Linked DNA regions of Oryctolagus cuniculus: region 1 is linked to region 2. A link is a contact called in public Micro-C data. All regions are on one chromosome and are shown on one strand. Each heading gives the region's core, a stretch centred on a gene start, on an enhancer-like site or on the middle of the called end of the contact. The rest is flanking DNA. Distances are from core to core; before and after follow the strand shown. Region 1 holds the start of FAM120C (family with sequence similarity 120 member C). Region 2 holds the start of PHF8 (PHD finger protein 8).

Region 1 (7,403 bases), core at 3,363-5,862, 140 kb after region 2:
TCAGGCTTTTCAAAGTCTGGTTCTTCATGAACTAACATGATTTCCACAACATCCAAGTACTGCAACTTAATATTTTTCTTTAACTCAATTCGTTCTTTCTGTAATTAGCCCCATTCTAAAAAAGTTACAGCTATGAAATGGTGAGCCTGATGTGTTGATTATGTTGTTTTCTAATATATATGACCCTTAAAATAAAGTGTTCATTCCCGTAATCACCCTACGTCATCTCCTGAACTAGTCTCCTTCTGAGACGCTTAGGAAGAGATCAGGCAAGCCATCTGTAGATTCACTAAACTTTCCTGCCACTGACAATGACCATGTACACAGGTCTTCAGAGCATATAAATGAAACCAACCAAATGACTAAATCCATCCCAACAATATGCACTGAATCTTTCTGTCAGAAGCCCTAAACTGTCTAATGGCAAACAGACACCCAACCGATTTCTCTATTATTTAATCAAGCCACCTCTACTTTCTCTATCCCAAATGTAAAGGAGACTAGGAATAAAGGCCTATTGTGATATAGACTGAAGAACACAACCAAGGAGGGGAGTGATGCACTAGCAGGTTTTGTTCTGAAACACTAACATTCAGTCAAAAGAAATGGGAGGTACAGATCAGCCAGGCAAAATTACCAACTTCAATACAGTACGACACTCTTCTGAAAAGGCAAAATTCTACTATCAGTTATCCCAAGTCTTCATCACTCCAGAAGCAGAATGTCACTCACTGACAACACAGATACTTTACACATGCTATTTTGGAAACACATTCCACATGTCAAGGGTCCCTTCTACAATCTATTCTCTTACGATCTTTGTCCTACTCATTTAGGGAACAATCAGGTATCCTGCACCCAAAGTAGAGAAGATATGGAGAATGTGAAATCGTCAAAGAGTTGGTTTAGAACAGTCCCCCTATGGTGCTTCTGCCGACTTAGGAAGACTGCTGGAAATATTCTCCCCAATATTTGATTACGAAAAACTTCAAGCCACAGCTGAAATAATTCTACAGCAAACATCCAAATACCACTAAGATTCTACCATCAATTCTTGATTTATCACTTATCCATCTGATTTTTTATAAACTTCTGGAGTTTTTTTAAAATGAGCTATTATGGTAAGTATGACAAAATACACTTAGGGTTGGTTGCTTCTCAAAAATTTTGACTGATGCGATATGTTTATAAACAAAAAAGCTTGGAAGCCACGAACCCATAGTCAACCTTCACCTCTCCTGCCAACCTGCGATAAAAACCTATTGAGAGCTCACAATTGGCCATCTGAGGTCTCCATACCTTGCCCACTATCTGGACTATCCTTAGCCCTCTTCTCGGCTCCACGCAAGCTGTGAAGCCTCTGACAACTTTCACTTCCTCATCCAGAATTAACCACCTGCACAAAGGGGCTACATTTTACGTCATTTCTAAATGGGGTACTGTATCTGCAATTCTGCTTTCAGTCTGTCTCTCAGGAAACCCTGACCTCCTTGATGGCAACAATCACTTCATTTACCTCGGAATCCAGAGGAACCAGCACACAATGCTTAGGCTACAGCAAGCATCAAAAAGGGAAAAAGAAAAAAGAATGACCTGAACCTGTCTTTAGCCTGGAGCCAGGACAGAGCTTAGTTGTAAATGGAAATGATAAAAATCACAGTTCACAGTTGGCACTTTGCAAAAATTCAACTTAGAGCTCCATTCTTAAGCACATGAGCTTTGGAGACAGACTGCGTGGGCATGCATCCCAGAACCCCAGCTCTGTGACATACTGCTAGGTGACTTTGGGCAAGTCTCTAAACCACCTGTGCCTCAGTTCCCCCATTTGGAAAACAGGACTGTTATCACAGGTAACTGTTGAAGATTCAGTGAGCTAACAATTTTTTTTAAAGCACCTTATCACCTGGCGCACAGTAAGCATTCTATCAATGTAGTTGCTATTACCAGCAACCAGGTTAATTTATGACAGTGAGGTAAAAAGTTTCTAAAGTCTAGGTGGTAGCAGCGAAAGGGAAGTGGAAAGAATGGCTGTGAATGAAGAAATCTACTTCAACATGTTCGGTCAGGAGGACAAGCAAATAGGTACATTTTCTGTTTTTTTTTTTTTTTTTTTTTTTTTTTTTCTACTTTGCAGGCTTGAGATAGCTTATGACTGGATCCTTCATTACCAAAAATGACTATCATCTACCCAGCCTACGCACAGATTTGATGCTGGGCACGTGGCCTCCAGCACGGCTGGACTCCAGCCACAAGCTATAAACACTACAAGCTCCTCTCTGTGGGTCTTTCAATCTCTCAGCTGACATTTCTTTCCTCCTCATGACTCCACCCTGCGCTACTTCTTAAGATCGTGATGCCCGTCATCCCCCTCACTGCGGCGATGTCCCCAAGAACCTCAGCTGGGGAATGGGTTTGTGGTTTTGTCCTACCCAACCCTGTGCTACTTTTGTCTTCTTCCTGCCCACCTCTTTACTTCTCAAGCCTTGCTATTCCTTACACGTAGGAACTTGAAACCTTAGAGTATGGGAAAGCAACAGAGCAAAAGCAGTGGTGCCAAGAACCAGGGATGCTGCCAAAGCTGTTCCCCAGGCCCCATATGCAGTGCCCCAACTACATGCGGACTGGATTTAACAGCCCACGGGGCCTCATACACTTGATATTCCCTTTCTGCTTTTGCTCACGCTCCTTCCCACTTAAAGCAACCTCCTCCCAAAGCTGCGGCCCATTCAAATCCAACCCATCCGTGAAGACCTAGGAGAGTTCCAACTTCTCCAGGGAAGCCTCCCCGGAACCATTTCAGTGCACAGATATCAGTCCCCACCCCCACCCCAACCACAGGTACTGTACTTACTGTCTGTAGCAGAGAAACAGTCACATACATTTATATGATTAAATAAATGTTCTGTGTGTACATATTTCATCCCCCAAGGGCAGGAGCTGTTCTCACATGTCTTTCAAACCCATTACATTACACTCAGTGGGTTAATACTTGTTGAACAGTGACTCCAATCAGTGGGGTGTATTTTTTTCTTTGTTTCATTAGGCTAAGGTAAGGAGGAAGTAGAAGCATGAAAAAGGTTGAATGAGCAGATGGACAAAAAAGGACAGTCAAAATGGAAAAACAAAGTAAAGGAAAGGTGTTCAATGAACATCCGTTTAGTTGATCTGCTGTGAGATTAGAGAAAAGTGTAAGAAAGAGATGCCAACTGCAAAAGGCAGGGAAAAGTCACATCGGTTTGAGGAAGATGACGGCAGAAGAAAGGCGAGACAACAAAACAACTGAATTCTGCTAAAACCTAAATACTGGGCAATAGGATAAGTGACGGGAAAGGGAGCTACCAGGATGACATGGGTAGAGAGGTGATAGGGGGTGGTATGAAAGGGGGGTAGGAGACGTAAGATGGGAGAGGGTAGTTAGGGAAATAGGTTAGCTGATTGGGCGGGTAAGTGGATAGATGGGAGGCAGGTAAGTGGATAGGTGGTTAGGTGTTTAGTTCAGAGGGAACAGGTGTGGGGCGTGTTATTTAAGATCCGGCCCCTCCCTCACCTTGACCCGGAAGCGGATGAGTGCTAGCCTCACGCAGTGGCTCAGGCAGGCCGGTGGCAGGAACCAGGCCCGCGGTGGAGGGGTGCCCTTGTTGCCCACGTGTCCCACGATCAGTTGCGCTGTCTGCCGCTCGGCCTGGCACCGACGGCCCCACTCAGCCAGCCGGTCCTTGCCCAGGCCCCCGGGGAACATGACCACCAGCTCCAGGCCGTCGCCGCCGGGATAGGCACAAGCCTGGCACAGCGCTGACAAGTAGCCCAGCATGGCGTTCCATTGGCCGCCACACACCCAATCCGTTTGGTAGCCGCCATAAAGCCGCGGCAGCGCCGAGCCCGCGTCTACCAGCACCCTGGCACCAGGCAGCGGTGGGGGCGGCGGTGGCAGCGGTGGGTGCAGCCCGGGCGGCGCCTGGCCGTGGTGGTGGAAGTGGTGAGCGGGGTGATGGTGCCGGGTCGGCCCTGCGCCCCCGGAATAGGCACCCAAGGCAGCGGGCGGGAGCGGCGGTTGCAGAGGCGTGGAGCCCCTGGCGACGCGTGGAGCTCCAGGCGCTAGGGCTGCCGTCGGTGGCAGCTGGCGGTGCAGGTGCTGCTGCTGCTGGCGAGAAACCGTGCGTGCGAGCTTAAGGAGGTCCACGGGCACCACGGCCCCAGGACAGCGCTTCTCCAGGAACTCTTGGAAGCCCTGGACGCCCATGCTTCGTCGGTGGGCAGACGAGACGGCGGCTGCGCGAGCAGGCTAGGCGGCGATCTGGGCGCGAAGCTGGGGGCGGGCGCGTGCGCACTCCGCGGGGGGCGAGGGGGGCGGGAAAAGGATTCCCGAGGGGAGGGGTGAGGGAGCGAGGGAATGAGGGCGGGGAGGGGAGGAGACCACAGATTGGATTTGGGTGCAGAGGAAAGGTAAGGCAGACCGGACTCAGAAGAGGCTGCGAGGAAAAAAGCGATGATGGGCTCTAGTCACGTCTCTTTTTTTTTCCTGCTCTCCGGCTGCTGTTAACCGCTGCAAAGGGGGTGAAGCCTCTTCCTTCCACCTTCGGGAGCCATGTTGCCTCGTCTTCTCTATGGTACACGCTTTCTAGCGAGAGGAGGGGCGGCGGGGCGGAGCGGCGAGGCATCCTGGGAGTTGTAGTAATCTTCCCTATGGCGTCGGGATGCAGTCGAGGAACAGGACTACCACTCCTGTCAGGCCTTGCGTTCACAGGGTCACGAGAGGCGGGGCTTGATGATCTGTGTTTAGCATTTGCACTCCAACTGCATGCATCCCACCGAATTGCTTCAGGGTATTTACTGCCTATCCCAGGAAAAGGAGTTTGGTGGGGACAGAGTGATGCATCATGGGAAAGGAAGTAGAATAGATGGATTGAATTCAGCTGAAGTGAGCTAAAATTCCCCAAGAAGGAGAATTTAGCATAGCTTTTAATGAATGAGAAAGAACATACATGAGATACAAACATAACTGCTACCATTTCTGTAGAATTCCACTTTGTAGCTACTGTAATTCTTGGAAAAGTTGTTGGCCTCAGCTGGGAATGCTGAGACAGTGTTTATTTGCCCAAGGCAATGCAGAGACAAAGGAAAACTAAATATCCCTTGCCCTAGGGAACTCACTGGTCTAGGAGATAAGCACCAACACAAATTACACTGCAAGTTGTATCTTTTTTGGTACCATTGAGCTACTGTGTCCAATGTGAAGGCCTTGATTTCCAACCCTCATTGGCAATTAGTCTGTCTGAGAGATTTTCAAAATACCTGCAAGGGCTCTAATTTCAGACATACAGAGACATGATCATTTCAAAAATCTATTTGCAGCATGCTCCTCACATGGAAACAATGTAACAGCTGCCTTCTGTCTGGCTTTTAGGGTCCACTCTTTCAGCAGGAATAGAGCAGAAAACAAGCTGTGAAGAGACTAGTCAGATAGGACTTGGAACTTACTAGAAGTTGAGATAATGGCAGGCAGAGTTACATGTAGGACTCCCCTATCGGAGTACCTGGGTTTGCTACCTGGCTATAACCCTGACTCCAGCTTCCTACTTGCTACTCCCAGACCCTGGGAGGCAGTTAGTGATGGCTCAACTGATTAGGTTTCTACTACCTATGTGGGAGACCTCCATTAAATTCTGGGCTCTTGCCAACAGCCCCTGAGCATTTGGGAGGTGAGCCAGCAGATTACCATCTGGAGCATGGATCTCTCTGCCCTTAAAAAATCCAGAACCCAACAGTATCATGATGGGTGAGGGGGTCAGCATTGTGGCGCAGCAGGATAAGCCATTGCCTGTGACACCGGCTTCCCATATGAGCAACAGTTTGAGTCCTGGCTGCTCTACTTCCCATCCAACTCCCTGCTAATGCATCTGGGAAGGTACCTGAAGATGCCCCCAGAAACTTGGGCCCCTGCTTCCCATGGGGCAGACCCAGATAGAATTCTAGGCTCCTGGCTTCAGTCTGGCCCAGCCCCAGACTTCGTGGCCATTTGGCGGGTCAACCCACTGGATGGGAGATCTCTATCTCTCCCTCTCAGTAACTGTGCCTTTCAAATCAATAAACACATCTTTTTAAAAAAAAGATGGAGGGGCTGGCGCCGCGGCTCACTAGGCTAATCCTCCGCCTTGCGGCGCTGGCACACCGGGTTCTAGTCCCAGTCGGGGCCCCAGATTCTGTCCCAGTTGCCCCTCTTCCAGGCCAGCTCTCTGCTATGGCCTGGGAGTGCAGTGGAGGATGGCCCAAGTACTTGGTCCCTGCACCCCATGGGAGACCAGGATAAGTACCTGGCTCCTGCCATCGGATCAGCGCCATGCGCCAGCTGCGGCGGCCATTGGAGGGTGAACCAACGGCAAAAAGGAAGACCTTTCTCTCTGTCTCTCTCTCTCTCACTGTCCACTCTGCCTGTCAAAAAAAAAAAAAAAAAAAAGATGGAGGATCAGTGCTGTGGTGTAGCAGATAAAACTGCAGCCTGTAATGTCAGCATCCCATATGGGTACTTTTTTTTTAAAGATTTGTTTTATTTATTTGAAAGACAGAGTTACAGAGAGAGGTAGAGAGAAAGAGAGAGGTCTTCACTCCCCAGGTGGCTGTAATGGCTGGAGCTGTGCCGATCCGAAGCCAGGAGCCAGGAACTTCCTCTGGGTCTCCCATGCGGTTGCAGGTGGCCCAAGCACTTGGGCCATCCTCCACTGCTTTCCCAAGCCACAGCAGAGAGCTGGATCGGAAGTGGAGCAGCTTGGACTAGAACTGGTGCCCATATGGGATGCCGGTGCTTCAGGCCAGGGCTTTAACCCACTTTACCACAGCGCCGGCCCCATGGGCACTGGTTTGAGTCCTGGATGCTCCACTTCCAATCCAGCTCCCTGTTAATGTGCCTGGGAAAGCAGCAGAGGGAGATCTGGATGAAGCAATTGGCTTCAGATCAGCCCAGCTCTGGCCTTTGTGGCCATTTGGGGAGTGAACCAGCAGTTGGATGATTCTCTCTCTCTCACACACACACACACTCTCTCTTTTTCTAGTTCTGCCTTTCAAACAAATAAATGAATCTTTAAAAAAAAAATGAGTGAGGCCTGAGAACATACTATTCAGATGCAGAAACAAACAAAAAAATCTAAGTGCCGTAAGAGGATTTTTTTTTTATCAAGAGTAGTGGAGAGAGAACAAATCAGAGTGACAAAGAATAAGTAGATGGTGGAGTGAGTGACATAGCAAACTTAGAAACATGCAGCAAAGGGAGAGGGCAGGGCCTGAAGGGATGAAGGCTGGGAGGAATAGCAGATTGCTAGTAAAACGGAGACCTACTGGGGGCTCTCCTAGTCCTACTTCTCCAAGAATTGATCCTACCCTCCCCCACTTAGAGGGTTACAGCAAAAACT
Region 2 (6,582 bases), core at 1,906-4,405:
CAGAGGATATATTTGATGCATGGTATAGGAAGAGACAATGAGGCTCAGAGAAGCAAAGCAACTTGCCCAAGGTCACTCTGATAGTAAGTGCAAAGCCATGGCTCCAATCCATGTTTGTTGGACTCAAATATCTCAAAAATGCAGTACTGTCTCCCCTGAAGCCAGTGTCTAAGGCAAAATACAAGTACCAGAATACAAAAATGACATTTTCTTTGTGGCTGGAGAGAAAGAGACTCAAATATGTTTTTTTAAAAAAAATTTCAAAAGAAGGGTGCAAAGAAATACATTGGGGAAAACAGAGAAAAAGGGGAAACCAGAGATTAAGGACCTGGCTAGGCCCTGGTTTGCAAGGAGGGAGGAAGGGAGGAAGATGGGAGGGAGGGAGTGAGTGGGTGAGTGAGTGAGTGAGCTAGCAAGCAGGGTACTGGGATGGTAATTAATTATTGGTAGTGGTGGTTGGTTAGAGGGGTGTTTCTGAGCCTGAGCGGGAACCTAAAACAGAGCTGAAGAAAGGAGAGCGAGCAAGTGAGCCACTACACCTTGTCCAGCCTGGCCTGCCCTCCTTACCTGCCGTGAAACCAGTCCTGGCACATGTCACACTCAATCATGAAGCGGGTCACATCGTAAGGCAGCCGGCAGAGGCAATACACGGGCACCGAGGCCATCTTCCCCCTGCCTGGGAGCGTTCCGTGGAGGGCCAGGTTCGTGATGGCAGGAGGGGCCGGAGGCGGCAGCGGCAGCGGCGGCGGCACGCGTCCTCTCTGGACGAAGGCTAGGCACAAACAACACTTTTTACAGAGTGAATCAGGTGTCCCCCTCCCCCGCCGCCCCCGTCCCCGCCCTCGCCCTCGCCCCCGCCCCCGCCTCCAGCCAGGGTTCCCGAGCGGCGGGCGCGTCCGGCGGCGGGATGCAACCCAGCTGGCGCGGCTGTAGGGGGCCCCGGAGCAAGTCCGCCCGGCCTATAGAATTTCTTTCACACGGAAAGAGCGTCGGGCGCTTGGCCGTCCAGGCTCCCCGCCCCCCACCCCCCCCACACCCCACCTCCCCGGGCCCCAAGTCCGTGATAACTTCTTTCCGGGTTTCAGGATAATACCTGACGCCTTTTCAGGAAGGCTTTTAATCCCTCACGGAAAACCCTTCCTCCCCCTTCCCCCCTCGGGGGGCTCGCTTTTATGGGGAGACAAAACCCCAGCCTAAAGAATGAGGCTCGGGGTGGGGTGGGGGTGTGCCTCGCGGAAAGCCCCTTCTTTCACACACCCCCCAAAATAGAGGCAGCCTTGAAAAGTCTGCTCGGGTTACTCGGAAATTATCTCAAAGCCTTCGGGAACAAGGCAGAGCCTACTGGGCGCTCAACTCCAATCACAGTTCTGGGGTCGCGTTTGCTGAGTTTAAATGATCCCTTCCGTCACTCTCAGTCTATCCGTCCGCTCCCGACCCGTCAGGAGTCTCGTCACCCTCCCCACCCCCCAAAAGGAAAGGGATCCCAATTTCAAAACTGATCAGCTCGTCCCCTACTTGAAAAATGGCACGGTTCTCGTTGCACCCCTCAAACTAAAAACCATCTCTTTCCCCAAACCCCGAAGCTGGGTAGAATCTCCTCAGTCTCCCGAAACTAAGCATGGATTGTTTCTTGTCGCTCCAAAACTGGCAGGCATCTCCTCACAGCCCCCTGAAACTCATCAGCGTTTCCGCGTCCCTCCGCCCCCCCCCCCCCCCGCCGCCACAAATTGACAGGGATCTACATCATCCTAGAATCTGAAACTGACAGGAATCTCCTCACAGCCCCCGAAACTTACGAGGATCGCCTCACGCCTCCCCAACTGACAGGAACCTCCTCACGTCCCCAAACCTGACAAGAACGTCTTCAATCCTGAACCGTACAAGGGCTCCTCACGCCCGCGGAGCTCAGTCCCAGCGACACGCCGGCGGCCGGGCTCGCTCCGCGGCGGCGCGGCGCCTCGCTCAGCGGAGGCTCGCCGGGCAGTTCCGGCCCCAGCGGCGGCGCGCGCCGAATTCTGGGAGAGACGCCGTAACGCAGCAAACCTTGCTCGCTTTTCCCCTCAAGCCACCCCCCGGGTCGCGAGGTGCTGCCGCCCGCAGGGATTCAGGAGAGCTTTCTCCACAGCACACCCCCACCCCACCCCCCGGCCCGGCCCGTTTGGGCCTACTGGAAACCACGGTTCAGGCCTAGTCCAGCGGCCGCTTCCCCCCCCAACCCCCACCCCACCCCACCCCGGCCAACGGGCTAGTGGCGTTGTCGCTGAGCCGGCAGCAGATTGCAGCGAGCAAATCAGCGAGGAATGAAATGAACCGGCCCCTAGGTCTGAGAAAGACGATCCAAAAAGTCACCGGCAGAAGCCCGGTGGTGGTGGTAGACAATTCAGGGGAGTCAATAAAGTTTATTCAAAACAACGAGGAAGTTGGGGAGGAGAAATATGAGGTAAACAGCTACCATATTGAGAGTGGCGGCACGGCCGCCGAGAGGCGAGCCGGCCGCCATCTTATGAAGGCCGGGCATGCGAGGTAACCGCGGTGGAGGCGGGGAGCAGCGCGCCGGCGACTCCCGCGTGACGTAATCGGGGGCGGAGCAGCACCTTGAGAAAGGAGGGCGGTGTTCAGCTACCTTTAGACCCGCTCGTCTCTTAAAGGTGCCCAATAGCCGCCGAAGACCTTGAGCCAAGAGGCGGAGAAGCCGCCATCTTAGGCGAGGCAGGCGTTTGGTTCCATTTTGAGTGGGGCCAGAAATTTCCTAGCCTTCCTCCTCCTCTGGGCACGCAGGGAGTTAAGCAGTTCTGTCACACACACACGCTCGCGCTCGCTCTCGCTCTCGCACACACTCACACACACGCACTCCTCCTCCTCAGCCTTCTCCTCCTATGAGAAGAGGTGAACTCCACGACTCCAAACTACAAAATTAATAGGCGACGGGGGCGGGCTGCAGCCGGGGTACAGGCAGAGTAGTCCCAGAGGCTCCCGTTCGTTGCGCACCTTCAGCGGCCCCATAAGCTCTTTCCCACGGTCTCCATGTCGCTTGTTCTTTACCCTGTGAGGGAAGCTCTGTCGTTACCCCGAAATACAGCTTAAGAGAAGCCTGCTTCAGAAGCGGGAAGTTAAACCTTTCGCCTTCTGCCACCTCGGCGTTTCAACTTCATCCCCTCCCTCTGTGTTGCTTGGCTCCTCCCTCTGAACTCTTTTGCATTGACCCTGTTACTCAGTTCAAATTGGGTTCATGGATTTTGCTTCACCTGTTCCAAGATTTTCTGACTGCAGCCTGAGGGGGTGGGATTACAAGAGAGGTTGAGTGAATCCAGCTCAAAACACCTGGTCGTGGTTTTCAAAAGCACTCTAGAAATTAATCTAGTTCGCTTAATAGACCTCCTTCTTAAAGGGCCCCAATACTTAAAAAAAATGTGGGGTTAGCATCTTGGCGTAGCAGGACTCGGCCTGTAGTGTGGGCACCTGTATGGGCACCAGTTAGCACCCTGGCTGTTCCACTTCTGATCCTGCTCTCTGCTATGGCCTGGGACAACAGTGGAAGATGGCCCAGGGGCTTGGGCCCCTGCACCCACGTGGAAGACCCAGAAGCAACTTCTGGCTTCGGCCTGGCCCAGCTCTGGCTGTTGAGACCATTTGGGGAGTGAACCAGCGGATGGAAGACCTTTCTGTCTTTCCCTCTCTCTGTAACTCGACCTCCCAGATAAGTAAATCTTTTAAAAAAACAGAAAATTGTGTGCGTGTGCATATGCACAGTGGCGTACAGCAATTTCCTAATCAGTGCCCTTTGAGTTATGTTCTGACGATACTCATAGTGACGACAGTGTGTTAGGTCCTGGAGTACTTGTACAATGATGAAAAGATTTCCCTCTGCAGTGGGAAATAACAAGCCAGGGCAGGAGACAAGTTTGCAAGTATGCAATTGGAATGGAAGACCCAGTAAGCACACAAATACCTCATGCAAAGAGCAAAGTGAAGCTACGAAACAGCTGGGGCAGTGTGTGTAGGGGGTGGTTCCTGGTTCAGCAGGTTAAGCTGCCACCTTGGACACCAGCCTCCCCTATACCCACATTCCCTAGGAGAGTGCCTGAGTTCAAGTCCTGACTACTCCCAATCCAGCTCCCTCCTAGTACACCTAGAAGTCAACAGGTGATAACCCAAGTGCTTAGGTTTCCGCAAACTACGTGCAGGAATTTGGGGGAAGTGAGTCAACAGATGAAAGATGGCTCTTTTCTCTCTCTCTGTCACTCGGCATTTCAAATAAATAAACAAATAAGATAAAAGAAAGAGCCTCAGAAACTGTTTGCTGCGGCTAGGAAGACGTCAGGAAGATTCGGAGGCTACAGAAATAAACAAGAATAAGTACATAAAAGGATCAACATGTACAAATGCATGGAGGCACATACATTTCCCTAAAGATATTGACTATTGTTGAAACAAAGAGGAAGGACAAAATATAGGTAGGAAGTCAAACTAAGTAAAGAGGGCAAGAAAGATTGCAAAAAATGCAAGAGTTTAGATTTTATCCTGAAAGCAGTAAGAAACCAGTGAAGGGTTTTCAGCAGGAGTAACTAAGTCACACTTGTGTCTTAGCCAGAGGAAATTCCAATTTTAGTGGGATCTGAAGCTTACAGTTTGGGGGAGGGAGGATGTCTTAAAGAAAAGAATAGGTGTAGGGAGTAGGTGGGCCCATTTGACCCAGCAGTCAAGACCCTACTTGGGGAGCCCACCCTGCGGCGTACTAAGTTAAGCCTCTGCCTACGGAGCCAAAATCCCATGTGGGCGGCCAGTGTCCCAGCTATTCCTCTTCCAATTCACCTATCTGCTTAAGGCCTGGGAAAGCAGTGAAAGATGGCCCAAGTGCTTGGGCCCCTGCATCCATGTGGGAGACCTGGAAGAAGCTCCTAATTTTGTCTTAGCCCAGCTCTGGCCTTTGCTCCATTTGGGGACTGAACCAGCAGTTAGATCTGTCTCTCCTTCTCTCTGTAACTCTACCTCTCAAATAAATAAATAAAATAGTAAAAAAAATATTATTTATTTGAGAGGTGGAGTTACAGACAGTGAGAGGGAGAGAAAGAGAGAAAGGTCCTCCTTCCGTTGGTTCACTCCCCAAATGGCCGCAACGGCCAGAGGTGTGCCGATCTGAAGCCAGGAGCCAAGTGCTTCTTCTTGGTCTGCCATGCGGGTGCAGGGGCCCAAGGACTTGGGCCATCTTCTACTCCTTTTCCAGGCCACAGCAGACAGTTGGATTGGAAGAGGAGCAGCTGGGACTCGCACTGGCACCCGGATGGGATGCCAGCGCCACAGGCAGATTATCCTACTGTGCCACAGCAGCGGCACCAATAATCTTTAAAAAAAAAAAAAAGCACCCTACTTGGGACTCTGGAATCCCATATCATAGTGCTTGTTTTATTTTATTTTTTTTTTTTTTTATTTTTGACAGGCAGAGTGGACAGTGAGAGAGAGACAGAGAGAGAAAGGTCTTCCTTTTTGCCGTTGGTTCACCCTCCAATGGCCGCCGCTGCAGCCGGCGCACCGCGCTGATCCGATGGCAGGAGCCAGGAGCCAGGTGCTTTTTCCTGGTCTCCCATGGGGTGCAGGGCCCAAGCACCTGGGCCATCCTCCACTGCACTCCCTGGCCATAGCAGAGAGCTGGCCTGGAAGAGGGGCAACCGGGACAGAATCCGGCGCCCCGACCGGGACTAGAACCCGGTGTGCCGGCGCCGCAAGGTGGAGGATTAGCCTATTGAGCCACGGCGCCGGCCTCATAGTGCTTGTTTTAGAGTCCTGGTTCTGTTTTGGATTCTAGCTTCCTGCTGATGCAAACCCTGGGAGGCAGCAGGTGATGGCTCAAGTAGTTGAGCTCCTGCCACCCACATGAGACACCTGGATTGAGTTCTGGGCTCCTGACTTCAGCCAGCCCCTGCTGTTGGGGACATTTGATGAGTGACAGATCTTTCTCTGTCTCTGTATATTTCTCTCTGCCTTTCAAATAAAATGATAATAAGTGGCATGTTTTTGAAGTTCTTTTTTTAAAAAAAGAAATATAGACTTATGGATACAAAATTAGATTCAAAGGTGAGCAAGAAGAGTATTTCTAGAAGCAACTTCTACACCTGGGTAATATGTGTGACTAGAAGTGATATAAACCACATATAAATGTCTGACAAAACTCAAACTCTATTCCCCAAAGCAATGTTCACTTAAGTCATAATGCTATGTAATGCAAGGGAAAGTATGGTCAGGTTCTCAGTGGAAAGGGCAGTTTGAATCGATTGAAGTTTAAACACATTTTGAAACATTATAGGGGCCAGCGCTGTGGTGTAGCAGGTAAAGCTGCCACCTGCAGTGCCTCCATCCTATATGGGTTTCCAGATATGAATGAGACTCTTTTTTATGATTCATTTATTTATTTGAAAGTCAGAATTACAGAGACAGATGGAGAAAGAGAGAGAGAGAGAGAGAACCTTCCATCCACTGGTTCACTCCCCAAATGGCTGCAAATGCTAGGGCTAGCTAGGGCTGGGCCAGGCGAAAGCAAGGAGCCAGGAGCTTCATCAGGGTCTTCCATGTGGACACCAGGGGGCC

The links. A called contact is a pair of places that touch in the nucleus more often than the background predicts.
Region 1: a contact with region 2 is called in a Micro-C map of ear pinna, with 3 times the contacts expected there. The contact joins the promoter of FAM120C here to the promoter of PHF8 in region 2. A contact is called at or near these places in 2 of 6 Hi-C or Micro-C datasets (ear pinna and an unstated tissue).

What each region holds. Positions count from the first base shown.
Region 1 is chrX:38,220,483-38,227,885 of mOryCun1.1, forward strand. It overlaps FAM120C (family with sequence similarity 120 member C), which reads right to left and starts at 4,613. Exons shown (of 16, transcript XM_002720026.5): 1 at 3,548-4,613. The coding sequence starts at 4,240.
Region 2 is chrX:38,080,781-38,087,362 of mOryCun1.1, forward strand. PHF8 (PHD finger protein 8) reads right to left here and starts at 3,156. Exons shown (of 21, transcript XM_070067349.1): 1 at 2,989-3,156; 2 at 568-772. The coding sequence starts at 665.